2 separate regions of the Mus musculus genome follow, and region 2 is linked to region 1. Evidence: chromatin contacts called from public promoter capture Hi-C data. All regions are on one chromosome and are shown on one strand. The core of a region is the stretch at or near the end of the contact, and the rest is flanking DNA. Distances in the headings are between cores, read along the strand shown. Region 1 has its middle 29 kb from the start of 1700052H01Rik. Region 2 overlaps Jade1 (jade family PHD finger 1).

Region 1 (4,521 bases), core at 1,165-3,664:
GGGATTTATAGAGTTTGACAGAATTATTTTCTAAGTCCCATATGTTTCTTGTTAGAGATGGATAAGTATAGAGAGAAAATGAGAAACACAGACAAAGAGAGTACACAAACAACTTAGGGAGTACAAAAACAACTTAGGGAGTACACACACAACTTAGGGAGTACACACACAACTTAGAGAGTACACAAACAACTTAGGGAGTACACACACAACTTAGAGAGTACACAAACAACTTAGGGAGTACAAAAACAACTTAGGGAGTACACACACAACTTAGAGAGTACACAAACAACTTAGGGAGTACAAAAACAACTTAGGGAGTACACACACAACTTAGAGAGTACACAAACAACTTAGGGAGTACAAAAACAACTTAGGGAGTACACACACAACTTAGAGAGTACACAAACAACTTAGAGAGTACACACACAGCCTACTACAGTTGAGCTTATGATTTCTTAATTTCATGATTAGGCAAAAATAATATGTGTGCAGAAACCCCATATTTCTTATCTGATCTTTTTTGAGGTAGTAGTTCATAGAACAAACAGTACTATCCCATAATGCTGGGCAAAGGGAGTGAGCTAACAGGTCCCAAGTCTGCCATGTGACCATGAGTGCATACTCTATGTCGTATGGCTAAATGATGTTATTAGTCACTGTACTTTAATTTTGACTGATAATATTATGGACTTATGATGTTCTCTTGGAGCATAACTCCGTTAAAAGTTGGGAAGCATCTATTTATTTCTGTATGTGTGCCTGTGTATATGGATGTGAGTGTATATGTGTGTGTACTTTGTCTGTTTGTGGTGTGTTTCTGTGTGTCTGTGTGTCTGTGTATGAGTGTATGTCTGTGTGTCTGTGTGTGTGTGTATGAGTGTGTCTGTGGGGGGTCAGATAAATAAAATTTACTGAGTGTCTCTGTATGTGAGTATGTGTGTAAGAAAGAGATACAGAGAGAGACAGAGACAGAGACAGAGAGAGAGAGAGAGAGAGAAACAGAGAAAATATATGAAAAAAATTCCTTACTCAGCTTAGACATGAGTCTAAGGTAAAAGTGTAGAGAAGAGAAAAGTCGTGAAGTGGTCTGACTTGGAAGCAAAGATTACAACATGAATAGCATCAGAGACTGGCTTTGATTTTCCTTTGTATCCTAAGTCTATTTCAGACAAAGAGATTAGCGACATCTTTCACAACCCAGGGTGAGGAGGTTTGAATGAGGAGCGTGCCCAGAGGCTCTTCACACATTTGACTCCTCAGTCCTCAGTTGGGGCTGTTATGGAACTTGGCACTTGAGACTGTGCCCCCCTGCCATGATGGAGTCTCTATCCCTCTGGAACTGTCAGTCAAAATAACTCTTTCTTCTGTAAGCTGCTCTGGGGAGTGGATTTTATAACAGGAACAGGAAAGGAACTGATCAGTGTGTGCAAAAACACACCTCTTGGTACACGCTGGCTTCTCACTGGGATGCTGGGGCAAGTAGTGACAGAACTGTGTGGAAGTCACCCATTGCCGTCTGCATTACTTTTCTCCTCACTGTGACAAAGGTAACTTAGGGAATGTTTATTTTGGCTTACGGTTTGTGTGTGCAGTGTCAGGAGCATGAGGCAGCGGGCCGCACTGCATCGGCAGCCAGGAAGCAGAGGGCAACGAAAGCTGATGTTCAGCCTACTCTCTCCTTTTTATTCTACCCAGAACCCCAGCCCACAGGATGGCACCACCCACATTTAGGTTAATTAACCTAATTAGGCCAGTTAATCCAATCAAGAAATTTCTTCTCTGACTTGCCCAGACATTTGTCTCCTAGGTAATTCTAGATCCCATAAAGTTGACAACTGATGTTCACCATCACGCCTTCCAATATTGTGGTGGCAAGAAAGAGAGCTGAGCCTTTGGCTTTCCAATTCAAGACCATATGTTAATTCGTTCAGTCTTTCAATAAAATTTACTGAGTGTCTGTTACACCAAGATAGTCTTGGCAAGAGTCTGTGTTGCAATGTGTGACAGATTAGTATTAATTGTTATATTAGCAGGAAAATCTGATTATGGATCAATATGAGCAATAAAAGGGTAGCTCAGAGCTTTCCTTGAGACATGGTGTACAACCCAATTATATAGGAAGCAGAGTGGGAATGCACTTGACCATCTGGGCAGGTGGCTACTATCAAATAGCCACTATGTATCTTGGAAAATGATTAGGTGAAGAAGCTCACCAGCAAAGGAGAAGCCTTCAAGACAAAAGAGCCTTCCTTTAGGGATACAGGTAAGAGTAGAATTGTTTATAGAGGTCCGGGAGCAGGAGAGAGCTTGACATCATGACCAGGAGGTCGCAAGTTTATGAGATCAATAAGGAGGTGAGCTAATGACTCAGAAGTTCCGCGTCAGCACGAGCTAAACAACCTGGTCTTGGTTCAGCAGATGTTTCCTCTGACTCATTAAAGATGCCTCTAAAGCTCAAGCAGCTATGAAGGCTTACAGATGCGAGTAAATCAACCCCACACGAAGCAACACAATAGCAGCGTTCTGACATGAACCCCGCAAAGGAAAACACGTCACAAGGTAGATTAGCTCTTAGAGAGCTTCTCAGGGTTGTGGCCTCATAAATACTTTGCTTATACTCGTTGGAACTAGGTGAGGTGGAGACCGCTCTAAAACTGAAGTTTGGGTTTTTTTGGCTTTTTTTTTTCATTGCCAAAGCCAAGCTGATGGAGCCGTTGTGAAAGTATGTCATGAATGTCCTGCGGCTACAGTGAGACTTGAGTAAGGGAAAAGCATCTTGGGATTGGCATGCTAGCCTGATCTTCAGTAAAGTAGACACTGACTGGATTTTTGCATTTATCACACCTAATAAAAGTAGGGCCATACCAAATGATCTTGCTGGACGTTGAGGATCTAGTGGCTGTTGTCAAGGGGGAGAGTGAGCGAGTCCACGCCAGGCCTCTCAGGGACATTGTCTCGTGACAGACTGCACCTAGTCATCCAGCTGTTTCTGCTGTAGTCCAAAGGCAGCTTGATGGCTCTGCGGGGACATCCACAGGAGCGCTTAGAACGTCTCCAGCCCCCGGCAGCCCCTTGTGAAGTGTATATTTGTGTTATTGTGATTATTTATATTTTGGCTAAGACTATCCCTGTTTAGTTATTCCATTTCCTACTCCAAATATTGGATGCATGTCTGAGAAGTCGAATTACCAAATAGACACACAACGGAAACAAACAGTGGATCACGGTGGAGGTTATCAGACAACTGTATGAGTGTATTCCTACTGCAAACACTGTTGATAATATGAATAAATAATGTGGTGCATATATTTGTACTGGTCTTTTATGTACATGTAGGTACTATGGTGACTAATAGACTATTTCAGAGGATTTCAGGGTTTGTAGCTTTTACCATTATGTTTCTCACTAAACTGAGTACTCAAAGTATAATTAGCATAAAGTGCAGAATCCTCAAAAATTATGGACATTAGAAAGAAATTCTCAAACCTATTGCTGGAAAAAAAATGAGTTGTTAGAGGTGGAACGACCTTCTTGCATTTAAATATTTCCTATTTTTCCCAGGGGGACTATCAGTAGGGGAGACAGCGGGAATGTTTTAGGATATTATAGATCACACTGCATCTGTTTCCACAAAAATTACATGCCTACATTCAATTGTGTAACCCTTAAATAGGGTAAATTATAATCCTATCAAATTGAGACTATATAATCCTTTAAAAACACATTCAAGATGTAAGCCATATGTTAAAGTGAGTGGATCAGGTGTTGAAATAACGTGTTTTACTTTCAAGTACATTGCCCCAGTGCTCTTAAAGTTACAGAGGATAAGTAGCAGCCTGCGCACATTCGGGTAAATGATCTGCCTCATTCTTCTGTTGCTGAGGATGATGTTTTGACAGCTGCACTTTGGCCAGTAGTAACCTGACAGGACGCAGATAATGAGATGTGATAGGTAACACTGATTGTCAACTTGGCCGTGTCTAGAATCCCCTAAGAGATAAAACTCTGGCTTCCTGTCTGCCAAGGACTTTCCAGGTTGGGTAGGGTGCAGGGAGACAGTGGGCCGGGCTCTGCCCTTCATCCCTCTCTGCTTCACTCACTGAAGAAGAAATGTGACCAGCTGCTTTACATTCCTGTGACCACACCTTTCCTACCATGACAAACTGTCCCTCAGACTGCGAGTCAAAATGAACTCTTCTCTTCATTCCTCAGGTTGCCTTTGTCACAAGAAAAAAGCAGCCAATGAAAGACGGTACCTTCAGTGAGGGCAGGGAGCTTGCATTCAGCCTGTGTTAGCTGCAGCGATCTTTGCACCCACAGACAACACTTCCGGTCACTGCCTGGGGGCCAGACAGGCCCAGCTTAACTGCTTGGGGGTGATCCTAATTCCAAGGGTGCAATCACTTTTTCCTTGGAGCACTGAAAATTCTTTTCATCGTGTTTAATCTGATCCCTTCTCACCATGGTCATGCATGCATGCATGTATTGATACGTGAAAACATTGTTCCTCATATGCCA
Region 2 (5,031 bases), core at 1,439-3,938, 210 kb after region 1:
TCGCTGTTCACAAGGCAGAGCACCCTGTACACTGGAGCCGACAGTGATCACCTTAGAAAATGACTGGAAGGAAGGAACCCTGTCAGAGCCAGCCAGGGTGATGGCACTGCAGGTTCTCCTCCTTCGCTGAAGGTTTCTTGTAGGGGAAAGACCTCTTGACAGCTCAGTGACCTGTGCTTTTTTGCTTGTTTGTTTTGTGCTCTGTGAGGATGTGTAGATAGGTGTGGAGACCAAAGGTCGGATAGACTGCCTTCTCCTTTGTCTCTTCCGCCTGACTTTCTGAGACAAGGCCTTTCACTAAACCTCTGACGTTCAGAGTCCTATCATCACCATGCCAACTCTTTACTTGGATGCTGGGGACCTGAACTCTGGTCCTCAGGTTTGTGCAACTAGCGCCATATCGCCGCTCAAATACTGAGCCTGTATTTTTTTTTAATGGTTCCTGTTTGGATGTTTGTTTCCTCAGGCTTGTCAACGACATGGTCCCAGCATTCTCGATCCCAGCATGGGAGGAGTAGTACCTGCTCTAGACCTGAAGATCGAAAGCCTTCTGAGGTACTTCTGAATGCTTGCTTGCCTTGATCATGTGTGCTGTAAGTAAGTGCATGCGAACCTGCCGCCCACATGCCTGCCCCATGCTGTGCAGGTCTGGGCAAGTGCCCCACTTTATACCCCGGCAAGATGGTGAGAAGCAGATGTGTGCCTTGTTGCAGGAAGAAGTGAGCTAATTAATACATATAGGCTCGAACACGCAAAGCATGTTACACGTATATCATGCGCAGTGAATGTTAGCTATTATTATTAATTGTATTCTTTTTTTCCTTTCCTGTTCCGTCTTCGCTGGCTCCCAACAAGTTTTCCTCTGGCCAGGACATGAGCGGGTTCAGCTGCTGCCAAGTCACTGCCAGCCTCAAGTTAGTTTTAGCCATGGATCTGTGGCTTATTTGGCAACAAGCCAATGTGACTCTGGGAGTTTCGTTATGCTTAAGGCTTTCCCCGTCTTTCCCAATTTGTTTTCACATTTTATGTTTCCCTGATGCCCTACGTTTCGTTGTTCATTTCCCTGCTAAAATCATTTTTAGAGGCATCTGTCTCCCGCCAGCCTCGGTTGCTTAGGGGCCCCGTTGTCCTGAGACCTGCTTTCTCTGCGGCCATTCCGAGGCGCCGGGCATTGAGACCCAGGTGTCTCAGCCTGTCGGGTTCTCAGGGAAAGCTGTGGGAAAGTTGTTCTGGCATTGCACTGTTTGTGGGATGAGCTCAGTTGGCTTGTGGTGTGGTGGTCACACAGCGACAGGTGTTTCTCAGAGTCCCTTCCCATGCTGCCCCCATATAGCTGGAGAGTGCCTTGTCTAGGAGCGGAGGAGTTTCCTGGAGATGGAGTAACATCCCCTGCCAGAAAGCACTTAAGAGACCTGTTCCAGCAAACACTCACGGACGGCTGCTGTGGCCAGTGCTGCTGGCCTGGTGTCTGTTTTGACCTACAGTGCGCACTTTATTTTTTTGTGACATCGGAACGTCTCTGCACCTGTATTTTACTCTGCTGTTAAGTCCTGAGTCAGCTCTTAACTGCTACTACACCTTTCTGGTGTCCATACTATACTGCTGTTACTTCAGCCTGGGAGTGGGATTGGAGCCCTCTGAGCAGCAGGCACCACACCCTGTCCTTGCCTGGTCTGTGTCAAATCTTCTGAGTGCAAAGTGCTTTGTACGTAAAGCACTCGGGTAGCCGTCACCCCTGCCCTTGGTGTCTACTTGGCACTGAGCTTTGGGCCAGAGCCTCTCCCAGGTCTGTAGGAATGGAGCTGCCTTTTCTCATCTCCTTCCTCAGTCTGCCTTCCTTTCTTTGGCAAATTTGCGTGTTTTCTTGTACAGCTTAGCTGGGCTCTCTTTTACCTGATTTGCTTGGTGTGGACTCACAACTTTGACCTCAAAGCCCTTTTCCTTGGGGTTGGGTTGCTGTAGGCTTATGATCAGGGGCTTTTGTCTCATGGTGAGATCTTTGCAGAAGGGACACAGTCAGTCTGTTGCTTAATGGGACTGTAGATGTTAAGAGTGGCATCCTGGCACAAGACCAGTATTGACAATGACAGCGAGAGAAGCGGCCTTTTAATTCAGACCCTACCCCGTACTTTCATAAGATGAAGTTTATTAAAGAGAACACCAGTCTGAAAAGCCAACAGGTGTATACTGTGACCCGTGCTTAGCAGCACAAGAAAGCGCTTCCTGTCCCGAGTGAGGGAGTGCATTGCATCTCTGTGGCTCTGTACACTGAGCAGAGCATCTGGATCCAGGCGCATGCTGCTCGTGATACATGGCAGGGCTTCCTGGTACACACATCCTCACATGGCAGTGGGCTGAGGACAAGGCCGGAGAGGGAAGCAGCTGTGTGGCCCTGGCTGCCAGACAGGGTGCTGTACGGTCAGTCAGCCTCGTCGATTCGGATGGCAAGGGCCCATGAGTCAGGGGTGCTGCCTCCCCACAGTTTGCTTATCTTTGCTGTCTGTGATGAGTTAGGGTGCTTTCTTAGAAGGTGGGCACAAGCTGAGTCTTGATGGCAGTGAAAACAGGGTTGGTTCTGTCTTTCCACAGAAACTTGCTTCCAGGGCTGACGGCATCCTGTGACGTGGGACAACAGGGCTCTAGTGTTCCACTCCTAGATGTTTGCAGGCCTGCATTTCTGCCTGCTGTCAGCCAAAGTGGACCTTGCTCTCACCACCCGCCTGCCCCATGTGCTAGCACTTCAGGAGATTGGCCGCTTCTTTAGCAGTTAGTTTAGAAGATAGTGACCTCTACCGGGTGGTTCTAGATTCTGCCTTGAGGTTAATTGGCTAATGAAGTTTTGTTTTAAAACATGGGCTCGAAAGAGAGCTCTCCGTAGTGGCTTGTCATTCCCTGAAGGATTTCCAAGAGCCTGTGTTCAGCAGCCCTTGGTGAATTGAGAGGTCTTGGAGAGGGGAGCGGTTGTGTTTTGTGCAACAGTTATGTTGAGTCGATACAATCACTGCACCCTCTGCTTGTGTCGGCTGAAGGAGCTGGAGCCCACTTCAGTCCTGGGCGAGGGGAAGGAGTGTCGGGTGGAGTGAAGGGTTTCTGTAACAGGGCACTCTTACTCTGTTGATACCGTGACCTTGTTATGGGCAGCTCCATGGTGCCCTTGCAGCTGCCAGTGCTCTGAAATGAATGCCTGTGCCACTGTCCCTTTCTCGTCTCCCCAGGTGTTTAGGACCGACCTGATCACTGCCATGAAGTTGCATGACTCCTACCAGCTGAACCCGGATGACTACTACGTGCTGGCTGATCCCTGGAGACAGGAGTGGGAGAAAGGGGTCCAGGTGCCTGTGAGCCCAGGGACCATCCCACAGCCTGTGGCCAGGTAGGCACCCTGGATAGACGCGTGCTTCTCTGCTCTCCTCCCTGCAGGCATAGAAGCTGAGAGTTAGCGCTGTAGTAACATGAGGCCTCACAAGAGGCAGAAATGTAGAAACTGTTCAGGCGCTGAGGGCGGTGAGTCAGAGGGCAGTGGCCTCTGAATTTAGCACATTATCGCAGGGGGTGAGCCCTCTTACTGGAGAAGAGAAGGTCCAAGATGTTTTTGGGAATGACCGACTAGGCGAAGTCTGATGTTACTGTCTGTTTCTCTCTGCATTCTATGTCACTTCACTGAGTGGCTTAGTGGGAGCCGTGGTGGCCTTGGTGCTTCGGGCAGTGGCTGATTGTATTTTAGGAGCTGACAGTGTCCGATGAGGAATTTGAGCTGTGGACAGGCTCTTTGCAGACGCTGGTGTTTCCTCTTGATCTCCTGCCGTGTCGCTCACCTCTCCCAACATGTCCTCGATCTTCCTTTGGGACAGGCTGTGTCGAGTTGGTACCTTTTTTCCCCACTTTTGCATATGAGGATGGAGTGCCCGATAGCTCTGCCAGCATCTGGCTGGCTCCTTGCTGTGTGAAATAGCCTCTCTTACCATGGATGAGTATGGACTAAATTCACTTCTTGGCCCTTAACTCCTTAGACACTTGATTGGTTTGATTACCATCATTTTGGGATCTCTGTTCAAATTATATGATAGTATACTATGGCTAGACAGGCATAGGTGACCACCAGGAGTCACCTGCTTCTTCAGATGAGGGTCATGGCCTGTGAAGCGGGTCTCAGGGCGCACAGGATGGGGATGGTCCCTTTTGGCCAGCACCGGCAGGCTGTCAGTCTAGGAAGCCGTGCCAAGGCAGGATGAAATGACTTCATAATAGATAGACTGGAGCGTTTCACTTGATACCTGTTCTTGCTCAAGCAGGAGAAATACATCCAGTTTGTCTGCCCATCTCTGTCACACAGATAAGTTCTTCCTGTCAGTTCCAGGGTGAATAACGTATAAACTCTGGGCATCCTGTTGGTGTGAATGTATGTGGTCAAAACCAGACGTGGCAGGACTGTGACCACAGAGCCTCTGCTGGGCTCCTGGCCCGAGCTGATTTGCTCCTTTTGTGCTGTCCCTAGTCTGGCTAGGGTGAGGTGGAATTCTCCCGTGCTCACAGCTTGTAAGGGGGTGGTGGTAGAGGAATTGTCTGGGGCCATATGTTCATGGACCATGGGCTCTGGCGCTTAGAATAAAGGAATGGCAACAGCCCAAAGTTCTCCCTCAGTCTTTTTGGAAGGTGAGAATTCAGAGGTGTCCCTTGTGGTCCTCAGCGTGTGCTGTGCACATCCAGCTTGTGGCTGTCCCTGCCGTCTCTGTTCCTGAGAACTCAGTGCTTAGCAAGTTCGTCCCTGTTCTGACAACTTCCGGGGGGCAATGAGCAAGCACCAATAATGGAAAGGGATTTAGAAACCAACCCTTGAAATATCTTTTCTTTTAAAATAAATTTATTTATTTATTTATTTTGTTTTTTGACACAGGGCTTCTCTGTATCGCCCTGGCTGTCCTGGAACTCACTCTGTAGACCAGGCTGGCCTCGAACTCAGAAATCTGCCTGCCTCCGCCTCCCAAGTGCGGGATTAAAGGCATGCACCACCGGTGGCCGGCTTAAGTTTAT

The links. Capture Hi-C pulls out chosen DNA fragments and counts their contacts.
Region 2: a promoter capture Hi-C map of pancreatic islet shows a contact between it and region 1. The contact joins two enhancer-like sites. A contact is called at or near these places in 1 of 484 Hi-C or Micro-C datasets (the N1E-115 cell line), 5 of 115 datasets of contacts at active chromatin or transcription factors (embryonic stem cells, epiblast stem cells, pancreatic cancer cells and 1 more) and 3 of 9 other capture datasets (adipose tissue, liver and pancreatic islet).

Annotation. Positions count from the first base shown.
Region 1 is chr3:41,382,212-41,386,732 of GRCm38.p6, forward strand. No RefSeq gene overlaps it. Among named protein-coding and RNA genes, the nearest start is that of 1700052H01Rik, 29 kb to the left of the region's middle. Within about 2 kb of position 2,415, at least 6 of the 459 cell types and tissues checked have an H3K27ac peak or open chromatin away from gene starts, as enhancers often do. A contact at or near this core is called in pancreatic islet, where this site is marked.
Region 2 is chr3:41,588,468-41,593,498 of GRCm38.p6, forward strand. Jade1 (jade family PHD finger 1) reads left to right here. Exons shown (of 11, transcript NM_001130184.1): 3 at 467-555; 4 at 3,216-3,373. Among named protein-coding and RNA genes, the nearest start is that of Jade1, 35 kb to the left of the region's middle. Within about 2 kb of position 2,689, at least 47 of the 459 cell types and tissues checked have an H3K27ac peak or open chromatin away from gene starts, as enhancers often do. A contact at or near this core is called in pancreatic islet, where this site is marked.